Regions from separate parts of the Mus musculus genome. Here all the other regions are linked to region 3. A link is a contact called in public HiChIP or PLAC-seq data. All regions are on one chromosome and are shown on one strand. The core of a region is the stretch at or near the end of the contact, and the rest is flanking DNA. Distances in the headings are between cores, read along the strand shown.

What was found. HiChIP or PLAC-seq counts read pairs in DNA pulled down with a chosen protein or histone mark.
Region 1: a contact with region 3 is called in an H3K4me3 HiChIP or PLAC-seq map of the SCID.adh cell line, with 25 read pairs. The contact joins the enhancer-like site here to the promoter of Slc35f2 in region 3. A contact is called at or near these places in 2 of 39 promoter capture datasets (liver and macrophages), 1 of 15 datasets of contacts at CTCF or cohesin (embryonic stem cells), 9 of 484 Hi-C or Micro-C datasets (B cells, CD8 T cells, Th1 cells and 6 more), 9 of 115 datasets of contacts at active chromatin or transcription factors (the SCID.adh cell line, T-cell acute lymphoblastic leukemia, double positive thymocytes and 4 more) and 3 of 9 other capture datasets (embryonic stem cells, liver and pancreatic islet).
Region 2: an H3K27ac HiChIP or PLAC-seq map of embryonic stem cells shows a contact between it and region 3, with 15 read pairs. The contact joins the enhancer-like site here to the promoter of Slc35f2 in region 3. A contact is called at or near these places in 2 of 39 promoter capture datasets (liver and macrophages), 2 of 15 datasets of contacts at CTCF or cohesin (CD8 T cells and embryonic stem cells), 23 of 484 Hi-C or Micro-C datasets (B cells, CD4 T cells, CD8 T cells and 10 more), 15 of 115 datasets of contacts at active chromatin or transcription factors (CD8 T cells, the SCID.adh cell line, T-cell acute lymphoblastic leukemia and 6 more) and 4 of 9 other capture datasets (adipose tissue, embryonic stem cells, liver and 1 more).

What each region holds. Positions count from the first base shown.
Region 1 is chr9:53,827,568-53,831,501 of GRCm38.p6, forward strand. No RefSeq gene overlaps it. Among named protein-coding and RNA genes, the nearest start is that of Sln, 21 kb to the right of the region's middle. Within about 2 kb of position 2,389, at least 38 of the 459 cell types and tissues checked have an H3K27ac peak or open chromatin away from gene starts, as enhancers often do. A contact at or near this core is called in the SCID.adh cell line, where this site is marked.
Region 2 is chr9:53,804,604-53,808,423 of GRCm38.p6, forward strand. It overlaps Slc35f2 (solute carrier family 35, member F2), which reads left to right. Exons shown (of 8, transcript NM_028060.3): 4 at 2,015-2,174; 5 at 3,443-3,599. Among named protein-coding and RNA genes, the nearest start is that of Slc35f2, 35 kb to the left of the region's middle. Within about 2 kb of position 2,253, at least 40 of the 459 cell types and tissues checked have an H3K27ac peak or open chromatin away from gene starts, as enhancers often do. A contact at or near this core is called in CD8 T cells, Th1 cells, double positive thymocytes and 5 more, where this site is marked.
Region 3 is chr9:53,769,493-53,773,162 of GRCm38.p6, forward strand. It overlaps Slc35f2 (solute carrier family 35, member F2), which reads left to right and starts at 2,043. Exons shown (of 8, transcript NM_028060.3): 1 at 2,043-2,402. The coding sequence starts at 2,293.

The DNA of each region.
Region 1 (3,934 bases), core at 1,139-3,638, 58 kb after region 3:
CAATCTCTCCAGCCCGTAGCTTACTTCTTATCTCTATTTTGATTACAAGTACCACCCTAAAAATAGGCACCTGGACTCTCCCTTCCCTTCCTAGTCACCACATTTTTCCCGGGACAGGGAAGTGAACCCTCTATCACATTTGCATATTACAAATGCATAATGTTTACTGAAGGCACAATGACACAGCACACGGCTACTCCCCTCCATCCGTATTGCACTCTTCCACTTCCTCACATTATGATAGGTCAGACTGTGCTTCAAAAATTTTGTTCGTGGAGGTGAGGATGTAGATCAGTGGTTGAACACTTGCTTAGCATGCACAAAGTTCCTTGTTTCTACCACTGCAAAGCTAAACCAAAGCAAGATTTTCTCATAAGCATCAGACCGCTGATAGCCATTACCTAATGCTGAGCTAAAGGTAGGACACAATTTCCCTGGGCCCATGCAGATGATGGTGGTTGCCGGTACATTGGCCTTTGATTAACAAGAAATGTTTAACCACAACAGCACCAAGTTAGAAGCAGCCCAAGTGTCCACCTACATGAAAATAGATAAATGAGACAGTTTTATAAATGGAATGTCATTCAGTAATAAAATGGAATACATTACTGATTCATATAGATTATAAATAAATCTCAAAAATCTCCCGCGTGAAAGATTCCCTAGTTCATTTACACACAGCTCTATGGGAATAGAAATCAGAGTCAGGGTTGAAATAGTTCTTGGGAAGGGATAGGGGAACTTTTCCTGGATAAGGAAGCAGGTTGTGTCTTTCCTGAGGTATTGGTTACATAGTTGCCCAGTGGCTTTCCCCCCTCTTCCTTCTGGGGGGGGGGGGGACGACACACATACTGGACCAGTGCTATTCCACTTGGCTGTACCCCAGGCATTGGGGGTTTCCCCTAACGCTATAGACTCCTTCAGTCTGAACCTGCATTCTCTTCATATGTCCTGTCCCTTTCAGCTTCTACCCAGCAGGACTTCCTCTGAGGCTTTCTGCAATTGTAAACCGGAGCAGAAGCTGGACCGAATGGGCCCTTACCTGGTCTGAGGGTGCACAGCATACAGTGTCGCGAGGTATGGGCTTTGATCTTCCCCTCAGAGGACTGGGAGTCCACACCAAAACAAAAGAGGAAATGTGCGTCTTCCCTTGCGGGAGGAGAACCTGGTGCTCTGAACCGCACCCTCCCTTCTAAACACTTCTTGCTGCCTTCTGGAAACAACCTGAAGCCAGGAGGTGCGATTCCTTAAAATTATCATTTTGAATAGGTAAAACTCCGGTGGAAAGGGCTCTGCTGGCTTTGGCTGGTTTTGAACAGGGAGAGGCCATGGAAGTCCAGTGAGAACAGTTTCCGACTTGCAATTGCCCAAACTGTGGGAAAATGAGGTTAGGCTGTCTTAAGCCACCAGGGTTAAGGTAGTGTTTTCCATTAGAAAATGAGAACACTATCTGTGGCCAGTGCACTCTTGCAAGTTGGGAGGTGAAGCAAGGAAATAATAAAATATCCCTAAATCCCACAACTAGAGATAATGATCACCAATTACTTGGTGACTGTTTCTTGGTATCTGTCCGTCTGTCTGTCTATATCTATCCACCCATCCATTCATCCGTCTATTTTTGGTATGAGGCCTTGGGGGTTCATGACATATTTGTTGAGAGCTCTACTGAACCATAGTCTCAGCTCTGTGCTAGGTATTTTGCTTGCTTCGCTTTTGTTTTATGCATGCACACATATGAAAAAGTTTGCACATATACACACACTCAACCCATGTGTTTGGATTCAAAAGTACATACTGCTTTGGAACTTATATTTTTTACTTTCCCCACTCAAAAATGCATTATAGACACCTCCCCCCGCCCCCCCCCCCCTTGGTCTTTCCTAGGGTTAAACAGCTTTCCCTTTAACAGTTAAGCTGAGGTTTGAGAAGTGAGGGCACTGAACACTTGGTGGCAGTATTGAGACAAAAATTTTGGAAAATAACCGAAAGCCTCCGGGGACTTTGTTCAGCTGAATCGTGGCATTACCTTGCTGATATTTAATAACCGGAGAAAGAACATGTGTATTATTAGGGCTGTATGTCTCCAGCGGCTCCCGGTTTCCCCAGATCAGGCTGTACCGTTCCCTCCCAAGACGGAGAGATTAGATAAGATTGTATTTATGTTTGCTTCCATATCCGGTAGTGAGACTGAATTTGTGCTCTTAGGAAGCTGCTTGCCATCTCCTTCGCCCTCTTCCCCTGATAGATATCACATCAGACACAGAGGAGCTGGGCTGACAATTTGATGCCTCACCACTCAGACAATTGGGTCTGAATCTTGCCCCTTGCGGGTTCCTGCACCTTGCTACCGGAAGGTCTGGAAGATTTGGCTCCCAGTGGCTCAGGAGCTCTGTGGGTGGTGCTTCCAGTAAGATCTGGAATCCCAGGGTCCTCTGGAAAGCCTCCTGGGAGGGTATACTCTACACAGCAACACTGGGTTCTGAGAGGCAGCTGGGTAAAGACCATCCTTCCTCAGGTTAGATTACATCACTCATTTTTATTGAAGGCATATCACCCCAACCTGCATTACCATACAGGACAAGAATGCCCTGGAATTTTAGTAACTGCAGGAAGAACACTTTTTAAAAAAATTTTTAAAGATTTATTTTTTATTTATATGAGCACACTGCAGCTGTCTTCAGAAACACATTAGAAGAATGTATCAGATCCCATTACAGATGGTTGTGAGCCACCATGTGGTTGCTGGGAATCAAACTCAGGACCTCTGGAAGAACAGTCAGTGCTCTTAACTGCTGAGCCATCTCTACAGCCCGGAAGAACTTTTTTTTTCTTTAATTAATTTGTATTTTTTAAAAGAGGTGCTATATTCCCTCAGACGAGGCTACAACCCCCCCCCCCCCATGTGCAAAGCTCGTGTTTGTGTAGTGCAGTATACAATGGAGAAGGCAAGAGATAAACCTGGCCCTTCATTTTAGCTGTTAACTGGCCTTGCATCTTGGTCAAACCCCACAGCCTTGGTGTAGAAGTATTTTCTATTCACCCGAAGTAATTGTCCTCTCAGAGGCTTGTTCTTTCAAATTCTGACTTGGTGAGACAGCTGGCTGGCTGGTCCACACTGGACCCTGAAATACAGCTTGCTTTGATTGGACAATAGTGGATTTGGTCTTTTCTCCTTGTGATTCTCAGGTTTAACAGTTAATTGTAAGAAACCACAGTGCCTGCTCCCACCCTACACTTAACACACAAGGGCTGGAATCCTCCCAGCATTAGAAACAAAAATAAACTTAGTAATTTATACTTCAAAAAAACAACTATGGTCGGGCAGTGGTGGCACACACCTTTAATCCCAGTACTTGGGTGGCAGAGGTAGGCAGATTTCTAAGTTCAAGGTCAGTCTGGTCTACAGAGTGAGTTCCAGGACAGCCAGGGCTACACAGAGAAACCCTGTCTCAGAAAACAAAAACAAAAACAAAACAACTATGGCGGGTGGAACCTCACGAGCTGTTAAGAAATATTTATTTGCTGGGCTTGGTGGTGCAGGCCTTTAGTCTCAGCACTTAGAAGGCAGAAGTAGGTAGATCTCTATGAGTTTGAAGTCAGATTGTCCTACAGAGTGAGTTCCAGGCCAGCCAGGGCTACAGAGAGGGACTCTATCTCACAGAACAAGCAGAAAGCAAAATTTTATGATTTAACCTGTATTTTTTCTTAACTCAACACTATGCCCCAGGAGTATTTCACAGCAAAATAAATGGATGTCTTTATGATTTTGTTTTATAGTGGTGTATCACCCCACTGTGTGGCTCCATCATGGTCTATTCAAATGCTCCCTCATGGTGCTTATGAGATGGTTTGGTGGGTAAAAGCACTCGCTGATGAGACTAACAACTTGAATTTGATACCAAGGACCCACGAACTAGGAGAAAACTGATTTCTG
Region 2 (3,820 bases), core at 1,003-3,502, 35 kb after region 3:
ATGGGTGTTTTGTTCCCACTTCTAAGGAGGGGCATAGTGTCCACACTTCAGTCTTCATTCTTCTTGAGTTTCATGTGTTTAGCAAATTGTATCTTATATCTTGGGTATCCTAGGTTTTGGGCTAATATCCACTTATCACTGAGTACATATTGTGTGAGTTCCTTTGTGAATGTGTTACCTCACTCAGGATGATGCCCTCCAGGTCCATCCATTTGCCTAGGAATTTCATAAATTCATTCTTTTTAATAGCTGAATAGTATTCCATTGTGTAGATGTACCACATTTTCTGTATCCATTCCTCTGTTGAGGGGCATCTGGGTTCTTTCCAGCTTCTGGCTATTATAAATAAGGCTGCTATGAACATAGTGGAGCATGTGTCCTTCTTACCAGTTGGGGCATCTTCTGGACATATGCCCAGGAGAGGTATTGCGGGATCCTCTGGTAATACTATGTCCAATTTTCTGAGGAACCACCAGACTGATTTCCAGAGTGGTTGTACAAGCCTGCAATCCCACCAACAATGGAGGAGTGTTCCTCTTTCTCCACATCCTTGCCAGCATCTGCTGTCACCTGAATTTTTGATCTTAGCCATCCTGACTGGAGTGAAGTGGAATCTCAGGGTTGTTTTGATTTGCATTTCCCTGATGATTAAGGATGTTGAACATTTTTTCAGGTGCTTCTCTGCCATTCGGTATTCCTCAGGTGAGAATTCTTTGTTCAGAAGAGCTGAGAACCTTAATTCACTCTTTTTTCCTATCTTGCCATCGATTTTGAATTTGCTATAGTTTGAATACTCATTGTCCCCGTTTGATAAGAAGAGCAGTTAAAGGGGTTACAGCAAGTATCTTATGGACCCCAAATGATGGAGAAACATATGCTAAAAATGAACAGGAGTCTGTGCTGGGATCAAGCATGTCTCACATGGTAGAACTGACCTCTCTGTCAGGGAGATGGTTTCTGTTCGTTGCCTCACTGTAACCTGTACTTGGTAATACTTTGCTCAGTTACAATTGAATATTGGACTTTGTGATGTCTAATTTCGTGTCTGTCCAGTTTAGTCTGTGCTCCTCAGGATAGGGCTTCTACCTTGTTCAATTTTATATTCCAACTCCTCTTATGATGTGCCCCACATCACCCCCATGGCCCGGTGCTTGCCAGACAAGTGCTTTGTACTTGAACTGAACACCCAAACCCTCTTACAGAGTCCTGGACACTGGTCATGCTTACTAAATGTCTGTTGGTGGAGTAAATGGATGTACTGGAAGGAAACTCTGCCTTCCGAGTTTAAAGATAAACAGAGGGGAAAGCAGAGGCTCCTGGGTAGGATGAACAGATTCAGCCTTTGGGTGTTTTCTGTTTCGAGGAAGGTTTGGTGTATGTCAGGCTGGTCTAGAATTTGCTATGTAGCCAAAGATGACCTTGATCTGCTCTTCCTCCTGCCTCTAAAGTACTGTTTTATATGGCACTGGAGATCAAACCCAGGGCCTTGTGCCCGCTAGGCAAACACTCTATTAATTGAGCTGCATCCCCAGCCTGACTTCTTTTTTTTTTTTTTTTTTTTTGGCGGCAGGGGAGGGGGTATTTATTTATTTACTTTTATTTTATATATATGAGTACACTGTTGCTGTCTTCAGACACATCAGAAGAGGGCATCAAATCCCATTAGAGATGATTGTGAGCCACCATGTGGTTGCTGGGAATTGAACTCAGGACCTCTGGAAGAGCAGTCAGTGCTCTTAACCATTTTTTCTCCAGCCTCCACCCCCCACCCCCCACCCCCCACCTCGAGCCTGACTTTTAACCATATAATTTGGGGCAACTAATCTTTCTTTAGCCTTTGGGGTTTTGTATGCACATCTAAAACAGGTTTGCAGTCCCAAATCTCACAGAGGGACTGCAGCTCTGGTAAGTGCTTGCGTTCAGGGTCAGCAATAACAAATGTTCCCTAAGTGCTTTCTCTTGTTAATTATGCTGCTGAAGTGGTTGAGGCTGCGTGCTTTTCTTTTCCCTGCAGCTCTTGGATTGCTTTGGGATTCCTGTGTTGATGGCTCTCTCCTGGTTTATTCTCCGGGCAAGATACAAAGTGATCCACTTCATTGCTGTGTTTGTCTGTCTGCTGGGTGTAGGGACCATGGTTGGTGCAGACATATTAGCTGGGCGAGAAGATAATTCAGGTGAGACTGTATCACTTACACCTGTTAGTCTGGCAGAGTTACACTGACTGAAGTGGGTGATAGAGGAACTCAGCAGGAGTCCGTGCTGTGAACTAGTGCGGGGGAGCAGGCTTGCTGGGCTGGCCCCTCCTCAGTGAGGTGTGCTGGCTTCCTCAGCACTTCCTGTAGCACTTTCTCATTTGCTGCTAAACATTTGGTGGTTGTTTTCTTGTTTAGCTGCCTTTCCCCATTTAAACGTGTTTAAAATTTTGTTTTGAATATATTTGTAGAAATCATCTTTCTCTTAAATCACTTTGGATGTGTTTTTCCAAAACCCTCTGTTGTTGAGCTAGCTCTCTTTTCTCCCCTTTATGGCATTCTTTTGTTTCTTTTTCTTCCTCCCCTTTTCTTTGTTTCTTCTCTCTTTCCTTCCCTCTTCCTTCCTTTCTTTCCATCCTTTCCTCTCCCTACCTTTCTTTTCTTGAACTCAAAAATTCAAAACCCTCCTTCCTCAGCTCCCACCCCACCCCACCCCCACCCCCACCCCCACCCCCACGGCAGTGGGAGGACATCCTACTCAGCACCACTCTCAGGTGGTAGTGTTTCATTTCCATCAAAAAAGAGACCTGGCTGTTTGTTTTGATCTGAGTGTTTTAGTATATTTCTCTCTCTCTCTCTCTCTTTCTTTCCTCCCTCCCTCCCTCCTTCCTTCCTTCCTTCCTTCCTTCCTTCCTTCCTTCCTTCCTTCTTCCTCCCTCCCTCCCTCTCTTCCTTTTTCCTTTTCTTTTTCTTTTCTTCTTTTGAGACAGGATTTTTTCTTCTTTTTTTTTTTTTTTCTGTGTATCCCTGGCTGTCTTGGGTTAAAGGTGGGTGCCACTACTGCCTGGTTGGAATATTTCAGTTCACAATATAGATGCTAAACCAGGTCTGAATTTACCAGATCTCCAAGATAACCTTAGTATCTCCTTGGATCAAAATAAAACCATTTCTTTCACCTAGCATCCTTTCCCGAAGTTCTAACAAATTCCCTGCACTACAGTCTGTGAACTTGTCCTGTCTTTAAATGGCTTTCTTTCAGGATGCTACACAGTACCATCTTCCACTCTGTTGGTCTCCCAGGGAGTAAAAATGTGAAAACGGTGTCAGTGTTGTGCCAGACAGTAAGGGTGAGAGCCTTTAGACTTACAGAAGCTAGGATTCAATAAAGTTTTACTCAAATGATCAGTGTTTGCTAACTCCTGGCTCACCCATTGACAACACATTTCTTTTTGTGCCTTGCTGCCCTGTAGGGAGTGATGTTCTTATTGGTGACATCTTAGTCCTGCTTGGGGCTTCCCTGTATGCTGTGTCTAACGTGTGTGAAGAATACATCGTGAAGAAGCTGAGCAGACAGGAATTTTTAGGAATGGTGGGACTATTTGGAACAATCATCAGCGGCATACAGCTGTAAGAATTTAAAACTTTTCATGAAAACGAAAGGAAGAAGGGGAGAAGGGGGCAGAGGGCAGGACAATCAGGGATGGGGAGTGACTTACAACAAAGTGTAATGACTTATACTTGAAGGGTCGGCAAAATGCCCCAGGAGGTGAGGATGCTTGCTGTCTAGCCTGAGGACCTGGCTTCAATCCCTAGGACCAACATGACACCAACGTGACAGAGAAGAAAAT
Region 3 (3,670 bases), core at 793-3,292:
GCCACAGTGTCCAAAATTCCACATTGTCAGTCTCTGGAGTTTAATGGGTGTTGTTCGGGAGGTCTCCTGAGACAGGGTCTCTCTCGTGTATCTCACACTGAGTCTGAACCCTCCACGTAGCTGAGGATGACTTGGAAGTTCTTCTGCCTCCTTGCTGCTGGGCTTACTGGCATGTGTGACTTGATTCTCTCCAGTCCTGGTGATTGAACCCAGATCCTCACACATGCCAGGGTTGTACTCTCCCAACTGAGCCACAGCCCAAGCCTCTACGTGTGCTTCTGCTGCTCTCAGCAGGCTTTGTCCAGTTGTCCCGTAATATTCAGACCGTCTTCTTTGGTCATCTAGCTTTGGGTTTTACTCTTGGACTAGTCATCTATACGGACACATCTGTCCATCTAAGGAAATCTATTGATGTAATTATATCTTTGTGTGTCAGGAGATGAACCCAGGGCCTTAAGCATGCTGAGTGGGCACTTTACTACTGACCTATACCCTCAGTCCCAGGACAGCCAGGGCTACACAGAGAAACCCTGTCTCAAAACAAAACAAAACAAAACAAAAAAAAAAAAATAAAAAATAAAAAAATAATCCCAACAATCATTTCAACGAGGCATGATTGTGTAGGCTCCTCCTTGGGAGGCTGAGGCATCAGGACTGCCCTAAATTGGAGGCCAGACTGGGTTACACATAGTTGAGTTTCAGTCAGCTTTGTCTATGGAGTGAGGTTTTGTCTAAAAAAGACAAAAATAAACAGAAAATAATTATACTTAAACTTTACAGCGCTTGTAGTTGGCAAACTTAAGGCTTACTTAGCTACATTTTCCAAAACCTATTCCCCCTTTTATAAACGCTTTTTAAATAGCGATTTGATTGATTGTGTGTTTGTGTGTGCCATTGCCTAAATGTAGAGTTTAGCTTGGTAGAGATCTGTTTCTTGGCCTACACCATGTGGGTTCCAGGAACCGAACCCTGGCATCGGGTACCTTTACGGGCTGAGCCACACACTCCTACCCCTACCTCGTGTGTTTTTTGAAGCAGGATCTCATTTTAGCTCAGGCTAACCGAGAACTCAGACTACTCTAGGCTAGCCTCGAGCTTAAGGCAATGGTGCTTCAGCCTCCTAGGAGCTGTGAGGAAAGGCGTGAGCTACCAGCTAGTTAAAAACCTGGTTTTTCTTAGTGTCTTCTACAAAACCACCTGCTCTTCTGCATCCACACACAGTCTTCTAGAATTTACCGTTTACAGTGTCCCTTTATCCACTAAAGGAGGAGATTGGGGGGTCGGGGTGAGGAGGTGGGGAGCAGTTCTTTTGTCTGCTTGGTCTCCTTCAGGAAAAAAAAATGCTTAATTGGCACTACAGACTTGCTTCTGTCAGCAAGAACCAGGGACTTCCCCATCCCACTTTTTATTCCCTCTTGTTCCTTGTAGGTCCATCCAAGCATCAGAAGGCGTGGCCCGGGTCAAGGCCAGGATAGGTGACAAGGCAACCCAACAGGTCTGCGAGGGATGATTTGCCTAGTTCGCGCCACAAAGACACACCACTCTGATCGTTCTTTTGAAAGGAAAAGAAACCACAGCTTGTCTTCAGTTCTTTTAGGGGAAAAGGAGGGAGACCTGGACACAGAGGCGGGGTCAGTGGGTTCTTCCAGTTAGCAAAGTTCAGGAGGGCACCAGCTCGCTGCCTGTACAGGCATCCTGGGAACCAGCCAAGATCACCTCTTATCAGATTACCTATAGTTTGCTGATTTCAAACAAGGAACCTTGAAATCCTGAAATGCATCGGGCGTGGTAGCGTAGACCTGTAAATCCCAGGTCTCTTGAAGCTGAGGCAGGAGTTCTGCTGAGAATTTGCAGTATGCCTAGGCAATATCCTGAGTTCCAGGATAGACCCGGCTACTGAGTGAGACCTTAGGTCAAAGAAACTAACCAAATCAACTCCACCCACATGGAGGTGGGGGAGGAAGAAGCCCAACCCTCTCATCTTAAATTTACATTATGTCCTACTCAGCTCTGACACTAGAAAACAAACCGCCCTTTCTCCTCCAGCTTCCCAAAGGTGCCAGGTGGCGATCTGCAAAAGCATTGTCTGGCCCTTAGGGCCTGACAGTTAATGATTTGTCGCACGAGCAGGGCGGAGGAGTATCGGGACGCGGGCGAGCGTACTAGAGAGCGCAGCAGGAGAGCAAGGCAGGGCGCGAGCCGAGTCCGCGCCGTACTCACAGGCACCGCCTCCTGTCTTCCGGGCCCGAGCACTTCTCGGGGTTCCGGGCACGCGAGGCTCGAAGAGACCCCATGGAGGCTGAGTCGCCGGCGAGTGCGGGGGCCAGCGAGCCCCGGGCGCTGGGTACGGTGGACAGTATCGGCAGCCAGCTGAGCAGGATCCGACGCAAACTCTTCACCTGGTGAGTGCAGCGCGCTGGGCGGGCCTGGGTGGCGGGGACACAGGCAGAACCGGCTGGCGACCCGCGCGCACGTGTCTGGAGCTGGGAATGGAGGTGGCGGTGCCTCGACTTCGGCTCCTTGAGCTCCCAAACCACCCAGGAGGTCGCGTTTCATCTGGGTGCTCCCCCCACGCTCCTTCGAAACGGTGGCGACGCTGGCTTTTCGGAGGATACGCGGGGAATTCATCCGATTGGCATTTTGAGATAGGTTCCCCTATTTCCCTGTGACAGGGTGGGAGCCACCGTAGATGCTGTGGAGGAGCGCTGCCCAACCTGGCGCTTGGCAGGTGGAAGTGTTGCCCTTCCTGGCTCGGTGCCCGCATTCCTTCAGATCGGGATCCGTGCCCACCTAGCCTGGTGATCACCTCCAACTGGAGTTCACTCAAGTGAGAAAGCTGGGTTAAGTTTTGTGCTGTTGCAAACCGGAGACAACGTCTGCCCTGTTTTGGGGCCTGAGCGAGGCGACATGGCCACCTCCGGAGCTGCGGTCCAGGGAAGCAGGTGGCTGATGTCACTGTGCTCTGGTGAGCCTTTAGGTAGAGATGTTCTCAAAGAGTTGGCAGCGACTCTGGGGAAAGCTTTCTGTGGTCACTGGACGACTTGCGTTCTGAAGACACTAGAGGCTAACATCCAAATAATGAAATCCATTTACTGAACATTTACTCCGTGCCAGGCACTGCGCTTAGCCATTTATGTAGACAATAGCACCGCATCTCCTTTGCTTTAGGATATGGCGCTATTGTTAGACCCACTTTCCAGGTGAGGAAACACAAGGCTAAGCAGTTTACTTGGGGATAATGAGAATGGCAGGATTACAGGCATGTGCCACTACCCACCTGGGCAACGAATTTCAATTGAAAGATTTTGAAAGCTATGTCCTTGAAAAGGCATCTCACCTTCAGAGCTGATCAATAAATGTGTATACATGCATTTTTTTGTCATAAATAAGCATAGTTTTAAATAGATGCTCTGGTTCAAAGGGGCAAATGGCCTCAAATTGCTCATTCTCCAACAGCTGTGTAATGTCATTGATTAGCAGGGAGATGTTACAGTGGCATAACCAAGTACGAAAACTTTGAATTCAAATCTTAGTGAGGTGTGTTGCACAATTCACAAAACTCTGTGTTCACTATTTGTACCGTGAGGATAGTTGCAGTACCACAGCACAATGAGTGAGTTTGTGCTCTATGTGGGTCAGATCTATGGGTTCAGTTCTCAACAACAGCAAA